Linked DNA regions of Oncorhynchus kisutch: region 1 is linked to region 2. The links are chromatin contacts, called in public Hi-C maps. All regions are on one chromosome and are shown on one strand. Each heading gives the region's core, a stretch centred on a gene start, on an enhancer-like site or on the middle of the called end of the contact. The rest is flanking DNA. Distances are from core to core; before and after follow the strand shown. Region 1 holds the start of LOC109884065. Region 2 holds the start of hspb9 (heat shock protein, alpha-crystallin-related, 9).

Region 1 (4,795 bases), core at 1,067-3,566, 220 kb after region 2:
TCCCCATCTCTCTACTCCCCCCCCCCCCCCCCCCCCCCCCCCACAACACAACACCACTGCCTCTGTATGTATACATGTTCCCCATCTGTCTACCCCTCCCCCCACAACACCACTGCCTCTGTATGTATACATGTTCCCCATCTCTCTACCCCCCCCCCCACAACACCACTGTCTCTGTATGTATACATGTTCCCCATCTCTCTACCCCCCCCACAACACCACTGCCTCTGTATGTATACATGTTCCCCATCTGTCTACCCCCCCCTCCCCCCCACAACACCACTGCCTCTGTATGTATACATGTTCCCCATCTCTCTACCCCCCACACAACACCACTGCCTCTGTATGTATACATGTTCCCATCTCTCTACCCCCCCCACAACACCACTGCCTCTGTATGTATACATATTCCCCATCTCTCTACCCCCCCCCACAACACCACTGCCTCTGTATGTATACATGTTCCCCATCTCTCTACCCCCCCCCCCCCCCACAACACCACTGCCTCTGTATGTATACATGTCCCCCATCTCTCTACCCCCCCCCCCCCCCCCACAACACAACACCACTGCCTCTGTATGTATACATGTTCCCCATCTCTCTACCCCCCCCCCCCCCCCACAACACAACACCACTGCCTCTGTAAGTTTGTTTCACAGTATCAGCACCTCTATCTCTTTATCTATCACAGCAACGCAACTGCCTCTGTTTACACACTATTAGTATTTATCTGTCTGTCATTCTTGACGCTACTGACACATCCGAGTACCTAGCTATTCCCTAGCCTGGCCCTAGATCAGTTTGTGCCGTCTTGCCAATGCATGACAATGAAATAGGAGTTGCACAAACTGATCTGGGATCAGGATAGCTATTTCCCCACCTTTTAACCACTGTTTACACAAAATAGTGTAACTTACCTACCCATCTCTTTTCCCCACAACACCACTGCCTCTGCTGTTCAGTACGTGTGGATCTGTCCTTCACAACGATCGAACGCTGCTATTGGCCAGCCTCTCTGCAGCCAGTATGACAACGCACAACTGTTTTTTTTCCCCTGCACTCTCACTTGTAATGCAATCAGATGTCAACCAGCATTTGGGGATAAAATAAATAACTGTTTTGATTATGCCAGATCATTGGACGAAGAGAATGACATTAAATAAAGAACCATGCCTGTGTGTGTTTTTAAATGTTTCTTAACTGGTGGTGGGTCCACTATTATGCTGAAAGTAAGATTGTGGTGACTTGAAGATCAGCAATTTGGTGAACCAGGGACTATAGCAGGTCACGCTACAATAACACATACAAGATTCAGAGTCCCTTTAAGGGTTATACTACAGTTTCTTTTGGGGGGAGGCTTATTTTTTAGGTTCCTTATTGGCCCCTCAATGTAGTTTAGACAATACATTGAGTGCACAAAACATTAGGAATACCTGCTATTTCCATGACAGACTGTCCAGGTGAATCCAGGTAAATGTTATGATCGCTTATTGCTGTCACTTGTTAAATCCACTTCAATCAGTGTAGATGTAGGGGAGGAGACAGGTTAAAGAAGGATTTTTAAGCCTTGAGACAATTGAGACATGGGTTGTGTATGTGTGCCAGTCAGAGGGTGAATGGGCAAGACAAAATATTTAAGTGCCTTTAAATGGGGTATGGTAGTAGGTGTCAGGTGCACCTGTTTGTGTCAAGAACTGCAACGCTGCTGGGTTTTTCACGCTCAACCGTTACCCCTGTGTATCAAGAATGGTCCACCACCCAAATTACATCTAGCCAACTGTTGGGAGCATTCATGGGGGGGTGCAACTCAATATTAGGAAGGTGTTTTTCATGTTTTGTACACTGTCTTTCTGTGTATAATATATATATAGAGCGAGAGAGAGAAGTTTGGACACACCTACTCAATTCAGGGTTTTTCTTTTTTTGTACTATTTTCTACATGAAGACATCAAAACTATCAAATAAACATGGATTCATGTAGTAACCAATTTTTTTTTAAATAAATCAACATATACTTTAAATGTGAGATTCTTCAAAGTAGCCACCCTTTGCCTTGATGACAGCTTTGCACACTCTTGGCATAGTAAAACTAAAGAAAAACTCTTGAATGAGTAGGTGTGTCCAAACTTTTGACTGGCACTGTATATGTGTATGTATAGTTCAATCGTCGTGTTTTTTGGGTCTCATATTCTTGGTTTTAAAAATAAATGAAATGGGGTTTGTGGTGTTGAGCTCAGTGTTGTGTGCTAGCACAGTTCAGTGGAATCAGCAACCAGACCAGAGACAAGTTGGCTAGGATTTCCTGTTTTGTGACACTTTACCACTCTTCTCTGTCATGGTAATACTGGAAAGTGTCTAGAAGCTCATGCATTGACCTTTTGTACATGGAGGTAGAACATGGTAATTTAACTCTACATTTTGGTTGTAACATAAAAAGTTAAATCTGATGTAAATATTGCAATAATTTACTGCCAAGTGTTGGGGAGAATCATACCTGATATTGGAGGACATTACAAGGATCAAGATGGTGACAATTCTACTCTTTATGGTATTAGGTGAGTCTTACAGTAACTAAGTTGTCATAATGGAAGGTCTTTCAAGTGCCTCACATGAATAACATGCATGATAATCTCTCTGTCTAGCCTTGTTTCAATAGGATATTTATATATTAATGTCTGCAATGCAATTTTAACAGGCTAATTTGTGCATTTGGGTCTCCATGAACATTGTCACGAGTGACTTGGTAGACAGTGACAAAATCAAACTGACCTATAACAAAGGACTTCCAGTTCGCACGACTGCTTTCTTGGCTCATGCAACTGTGACTTCAAAGTCAAACGATGTGCTTTGATGTACATATCCCCTGAAAAGTTTAGCAAATTTGCAATTATAAACTTTGATAGAAAATGTAGCAAAATAGGATCTTGAAACTGCGGAGAGGGTAACACCACCTGTGGAACATTCAATCGATTGGACATGATTTGGAAAGGCCTGTCTAAATGTGGACCCACAGTTGACTGCATGTCAGAGCAAAAACCAAGCCTAGACAGGATTGTATCAAGGCACAGATCTGGGGAAGGGTACCAAACCATTGCCGAAGCATTGAAGGTCCACAAGAACACAGTGGCCTCCATCATTCTTAAATAGAAGAAGTTTGGAACCACCAAGACTCTTCCTAGAGCTTGCTGCCCGGCCAAACTGAGCAATCTGAGGAGAAGGGCCTTGGTCATGGAGGTGACCAAGAACCCAATCGTTAACTCTGACAGAGCTCCAGCTCCTCTTTGGAGATGGCAGAATCTTCCAGAAGGACAACCATCTATGCAGCACTCCAACAATCAGGCCTTTATGGTAGAGTGGCCAGATGGACGCTACTATTCAGTAAAAGGCACTTGACAGCCCGCTTGGAGTTTGCCAAAAGGCACCTAAAGGACTCCCAGACGATGAGAAACAAGATTCTCTGGTCTGATGAACCAAGATTGAACTCTTTGGCCTGAATGCCAATCGTCACGTCTGGAGGAAATCTGGCACCATCCCTATGGTGAAGCATGGTGGCAGCATCGTGCTGCGGGGATGTTTTTCAGCGGCAGAGACTGGGAGTCTAGTCAGGATTGAGGGAAAGATGAACAGAGCAAAGTACAGAGAGATCCTTGAAAACCGGCTCCAGAGTGCTCAGGACCCCCCCCCCCCCCCCATATGCCCCCCTTGACACAACTACTACAACATAACCAACAAAAACGGGTCACACCTCCTGCAGCTCTGTCGGACACTGGATATGTACATAGTCAATGGCAGGCTTCGAGGGGACTCCTATGGTAGGTACACCTAATGCTCATCTCTTGGCAGTAGTACTGTAGACTACTTTATCCCTGACCTCAACCCAGTGTCTCTTAGAGCGTTCGCAGCAAAATCACACTCTACTTGAACAGAGCTATGCTCAAATCATGAAGCATCAAAGCCAAAGGAACTGAATAATATTAAGAAATGCTATAAATGGAAGGAAAATAGTGTGGAAATCTACCAACAAAACATTTAGGCAACAACAAATTCAATTCCTTCTAGACGATTTCCGGGACAAGGTTTCACTGTAATAGTGAAGGTGTAAACTTGGCAGTAGGAAACGTAAACAGTATATTTGACCTCTCACCTAAGAAAATTAGCTACAATGACAAATGGTTTGATGAATAATGCAAAAACCTAAGAAAGAAATTGAGAAACATAGAGACCCAGAAAACCTGAGCCTACGCCTTCACTATGGTGAATCACTAAAACGATACAGAAATACACTACGGAAAAAGAAGGAACAGAATGTCAGAAATCTGTTCAATGTAATTGAAGAATCCATAGAATCTAACCACATCTGGGAAAATTGGCAAAACTCTAAACAAACAACAACAAAACAGATGTATGGATAAATTCCTTCTCCAATCGTTTTGGCTCTATAACAAAGAATAAACAGCAAAAACATATACACATCTTAGAATCAATTGTTAAAGACTACCAGAACCCACTGGATTATCCAATTACATTGAATGAATTACAGGACAAAACACAAACCCTCCAACCCAAAAAGGCCTGTGAGGTTGAAGGTAAACCTAAGTGAAATTATAAAATATACAGACCACAAATTAAACTCTTTAACATCATCCTCAGCTCTGGAATCTTCCCCAATATTTGTAACCAAGGACTGATTACCCAAATCCACAAAAGTGGAGACAAATTTGACCCCAATAACTACCGGGGGATATATGTCAACAGCAAAATCCTCTGCATTATCATTAACAGCAGACTCATACAT
Region 2 (5,211 bases), core at 1,036-3,535:
TCACAAAAGGGTCCTTTGCTTTTTTAGTAATAATTCTAATGTCAGGGTGGCGTCTTATTCAAATATTTTGGGGCGTTGTTTGCTAATAGCTCTTTTTGTGCAAGTGAGAGTTTCATTCCAGTTGATCTAGTCTGTTGTGTTATATATGTGTTATATATGACTATGGCCAGTGACAGGTGTTTTGTGAAAGACTCGGCCTTGTGTCAATTGGGAAGAGTTGACTAAATCAGTGGTTCTCAATTGTCTCAGGGATCCCCAGCTGTTGCAGGGCTAGCCCACTTGATTCAACTGGTCAATTAACACAACAGTAAGGAATTTTAACAAGATCATATCGCTGACAAGAATAACAAACCCTGTATGCTTCTTCAAAAGAATCTACAAAGAACCTTTGCGATTGAGGAAGGTTCTTTATAGAACCTTTCTCCATAAAGGTTCTATAAAGAACCATAAAAAGGGTTCTATATAGCCCCAAAAAGGGTTGTAGCCATAGCGGAACACTTTATTGGTGCTATATAGAACCTTGTATTAATGGTTATTTTTAGAACCTTAGGAAAGGGTACATTATAGCACCATACAGGTACCATTTAGAGCCTTATGCATGTGGTTCTTTATACAGTAGCACTTTCAAAGAAAGGTTCGGGAACAGGAACAAAAAGGAATCCGCTATGGTTACAAGCCAAATAACCCTTATTTGGCACTATATAGAACCATTTGTTTTTAGTAGGTAGAGTATGAAGTGCAACATCATCACTTCCTTTGTTTGGAGTGCTTCAATTATAATTACAATGCTCGTTTTGTATTTTAAAGCATTTGGTCAAAGCTTCAGGTTGGAAATACACTACTGTTCAAAATGGCCGATTTTTAATGATCAATCAGCCTTTTAAAATAATGAACTTGGATGAACTAATACAACGTGCCATTGGAACACAGGAGTGATGGTTGCTGATAATGGGCCTCTTGTATGCCTATGTAGATATTCCATTCAAAATCTGCCGTTTCCAACTACAATATTCATTTACAACATTAACAATGTCTACACTGTATTTCTGATCAATTTGATGTTATTTTAATGGACCAAAAAATGTGGTTTTCTTTCAAAAACAAGTGGCACCAAACTTTTGAACGGTATTGTATGTTTTGAGTTGCAGAGTGCAAAGGTTACATGTGTTTACGGACTGTAAAAGTATTTAGTTCACATGACTGTTTGAAATGTATAGTATGCCAGTATTGACAGGATCCACCACTTATTTCTAGTTATCTATTTTAAAACTGTCACCCACACACACACCACAATTCTAGCAACCATCATTCCAATATCAGATTGTCTTTATTAAATAATATGGCATATTAGGCATAATAGGCATATTATAAACAATTCCCCACAATGTAATCCACTGGATTGATAATACAATTAAATGATTCATAAAATATCATTCAAGGTTTTGAGGTTGTCACTGTTATGGACTCTTCTGTGTTGCCCTTGGCTATGGGTACGTCCAGGGAGGTTCTAAAGCGGAGTGGGACCTCCTGCTCTGCTGTAGGGGCTTCCAGCTGGGGGGCGGCAGTGGGGGCTTCGATTCTCAGCTGTCCATCTTCTCCCAGAGAGCAGGTCAAGGCTGTCAGGTCTAGGTGAGCAGGCAGGTCAATTTTCTGAACAAAGCCTTTCTGTTGGGACGAGGAGGAGGAAAAGGAGCAGGAAGAGATGGCAGAGGAGGTGGATTTAGCCTCTTCTGCTTTGGCCTGTTTCATGGCCACCACGGCTAGCCTCCGTCCGTCCAGCTTGACCGTGATGTCTTCTGGGTTGAAGCCCTGGGCGTTTAGGCTCAGGGCCAGGGGGCTATGGCTCCGGCCTGTCTCAGCCACCTCCGTGCTGAGACCCTGGCTCAGAGCTCCTGCTGGAACTCCTGTGCTCCTCCTCTCCAGGAATGGGGAGCCCATTCGGAGGTGGGCCCTCTCGTGCAGCTGGTACATACTGGGGAGCCCATCGCGGAGCTCTTTGAGGAGATCACTGGCCAGGTTGGACCTCCTCTGGAAGAAGTCCTCTTGGATGCCGGATAGGGCCTGGTGGCGCATGGGGGGGAAGACCATCCTCTCCTGACTGAAGAAAGGGTCGTTTCCAAAGATGCTCTCGATTGCTGGGGCGGCGGACTGAGTCATGTTGTTATTTTTTCTGTTTTCCTTTCCGGTCGGCTTAGAAGAAGAAGAGTGTGAGTTCCTTGGATCTCTTGCTGTGAGGATCTCTTGGTCGGCAAGCTACTCCCAGTGAGTGTTTCTGAACTTGTGGCAGCACCTCTCAGGCTTATATACTCCCTCTCTTCCTATGGCCCTCCCCCTTGTTGCCCTATTTACAACCCATGAGCTCAGTAAAGAAGGACGGGGGAAGGGGGCAGTAAGTGGTATGGGGCAAGAATTCCCTGCGACGAGTCGATGGGCTAAACTGAGCTTATGGCCATGTCCTGTTTACGTGTTTTTACGTGCAGGCGCTTCTGTTTCCCCCTCTGTGTTTGTCATTGGTCCATTATCTCACAGCTGTCGGGTTGGTCGTGCCACAGCTGAGGGTCGCCTTACCACCCTCCACCCTCTATCCTGAGTCACGGCTGTTGGATGAGATCAACGGGCTGATATTGTCCCTGGTGTGTCATACACGTGTTTGGAGCCCCACCCCTGTCTATTTGGGGGTGCTGGATAGGTTGGGGTGACATACTGGAAGTGAAGGCTACAGATGGCCGGACACCCCCGGGGTTAGCTGACGTGAACCCACAACTCTCCTTTAGGAGCCAAGTGTTGTGTCCATGTACTAGGGGGCTATCCTCATAGTTCAGGATGGGTTCAATGAGCTAACGAGCACCATGTACCAGGTATGTCTGTAAGCAGAGAAGAGACATGCGTGATGCATCGCTGACTAACAGAAGTCTGAGGAAGTTAGTCCGTTTGAATATCGTTGGTACATTAGCACAGACTGAGTGAGGTCTATTTTAGACAACTTCCTGGTAGTGTAAATGCTGACACCATGAGTATAGCAACATGACAGGGGCGTATAAAAGTAAATTGATGAGCGCCGCTTTTTAAATTTACATTTACAGCATGTACTTTTCAGCCTTCAGACGCTTTGGGACCTGCCATTCTAAGAATATCACCCTCAGCAAATGTTATTACCATTCACAGTCAGAAACAGGCTACACTCTAAAACCTAGAATTATTTATTTGTACACTCTAATGTTGCTACCATTCATAGTCACAAAAAAACCCACAGTAATTCGCTCCAATTGGAGCTATTTAAGGATCACATATAGTGATTCTATACGAAGTCGAACAGCTTCATACAAATTCACCTCAACCCTCAGCGCAACTTCACACCCTTAGAAATTGTGTGTGGCGGATTTGTGTGTATGTCCGTGTGTGCCCTCATGGCCACCCGTGTGTGTGTCTGTGCTTCCATCCGCATGTGTGTGTGTATTGATCACCCACAGACAGAAGCCATAAAGAACTGAGTCTGCTCCATTCTTTAGCGGCATGTGGCAGGTGTCTCCCAGTGCGTGCTGGGAGCTGGGCCATATGTCAGCGTGTCACCCACAATCCTCCCTGCGATGGAGTCAGGAGATTGATGGGGCCTAGAGACACTCAGTCATAGTTATAGCGAGGAGAGGAGAGGAGAGAGTATTTATAGCTGAGGAACTCAGGAAGAGTCATATTACAACCCCTTACACTTCTAGCATTTATACTGTAAGTTGAAGACCCACAACTGCTGCCCGGGATATTGATTGGATGCTGATTGGATGCTGGTCGATCAATGATGGTAGTTAAAATAGGTCAAATTGCATCATTCCCCAATTCAGCAATATCACTTAAGTGATTTCTTCAAGGAGACTGCCTTGGTTTTACTGTAGTTATTGAATATAGAAGTGTTGCTTAACACAGTGTTATTAACTGCTGGTTCTGAAGGGCCACAGTGTGTGCAGGCTTTTGTCTCAGCCCAGCACTTCCTGATAAAAGGCTAAACAAGGTCTTGGTGATAAGTTGATAAGGTGCCGTTGCGCTAGACCATAAAAAGACACTTGCCGCATTTTGGTAGGCAGTAAATACCCGCATACCAATGCCCCACTTTATCTGTGCTATCTTTATCCACTAGGTGATGACAAAGCCTCAGAGTTGGGGCTTGAAATATACACTGAGTGTACAAAGCATTAGGACATAGAATGACCAGGTGAATCCAGGCGAGAGCTATGATCCCTTAAAGTTTTGAGACAATTGAAAAATGGATTGTGTATGTGTGCCATTCAGAGGGTGAATGGACAAGACAGAATATTTAAGTGCCTTTGAATGGGGTATGGAAGTAGATGCCAGGTGCACAAGTTTGAGTGTGTCAATAACTGCAAAGTTGCTGTTTTTTTTTCAACAGTTTCCCACTTGTATCAAGAATGATCCACCACCCAAAGGACATACAGCCAACTTGACTCAACTGTGGGAAGCATTGGAGTCAGCATGGGCCAGCATCCCTGTGGAACGCCTTCGACACCCTGTAGAGTCGATGCCCTGACTTATTGAGGCTGTTCTGACGGCAAAAAGAGGGGGAAGGTGTTCCAAATGTTTTGTACACTCAGAGTATGTGGAACCACATGACCAAATAGAGATGAAAGCGCATCTTTTGATTTGAGAGCATCTGTGTGGTGACTTCAATAAGAACACCAGAGGTCAGCCCTGAGCCATTTTACTAAATGAAAGCAACTTCCTTGCAGCTGCAGGACACTTATTGGCTGGTGGGTGGCACTGTTGGTTAAGTTTGTAGACTCCGATACACCAGATATGTAGCCACAGGTTCACTGGCATGGAGAGCAATGTCATGAGGCGTATACTGTATGTATTTAGCGTTCCTACTACATGACTGTTAGGACTAATGAAAACAATCCAAGACACAGAGGGGAACAGGGCAATGGAATGTGTTGCATGCCACACTCGCACGCACACAAACACACGCACACGCACGCAAGTAACCACCCCACAAACACACTCAAACAAGCCCCCCCCCCCCTTTCAACACACACACACACCCTCCTCCCAACCACTTTCCCCTTTGAAACACAAAAACTGTGCTTTTAGCAGCAGTGAGTCCCCAGCAGGGAGGGGCTTTCTGGCCCTCTCGCATCACAGAGGGGGAAAAGGACATCTATTAACCTGACAGCTCTCTCTCCCAGAAAGCCATGAGAGAGAGAG

The links. A called contact is a pair of places that touch in the nucleus more often than the background predicts.
Region 1: a contact with region 2 is called in a Hi-C map of liver, with 5 times the contacts expected there. The contact joins the promoter of LOC109884065 here to the promoter of hspb9 in region 2. A contact is called at or near these places in 2 of 2 Hi-C or Micro-C datasets (liver and muscle).

The regions. Positions count from the first base shown.
Region 1 is chrLG6:66,180,428-66,185,222 of Okis_V2, forward strand. It overlaps LOC109884065, which reads left to right and starts at 2,317. Exons shown (of 7, transcript XM_031827211.1): 1 at 2,317-2,555. The coding sequence starts at 2,525.
Region 2 is chrLG6:65,961,053-65,966,263 of Okis_V2, forward strand. hspb9 (heat shock protein, alpha-crystallin-related, 9) reads right to left here and starts at 2,286. Exons shown (of 1, transcript XM_020484658.2): 1 at 1,304-2,286. The coding sequence starts at 2,157. The coding sequence ends at 1,435.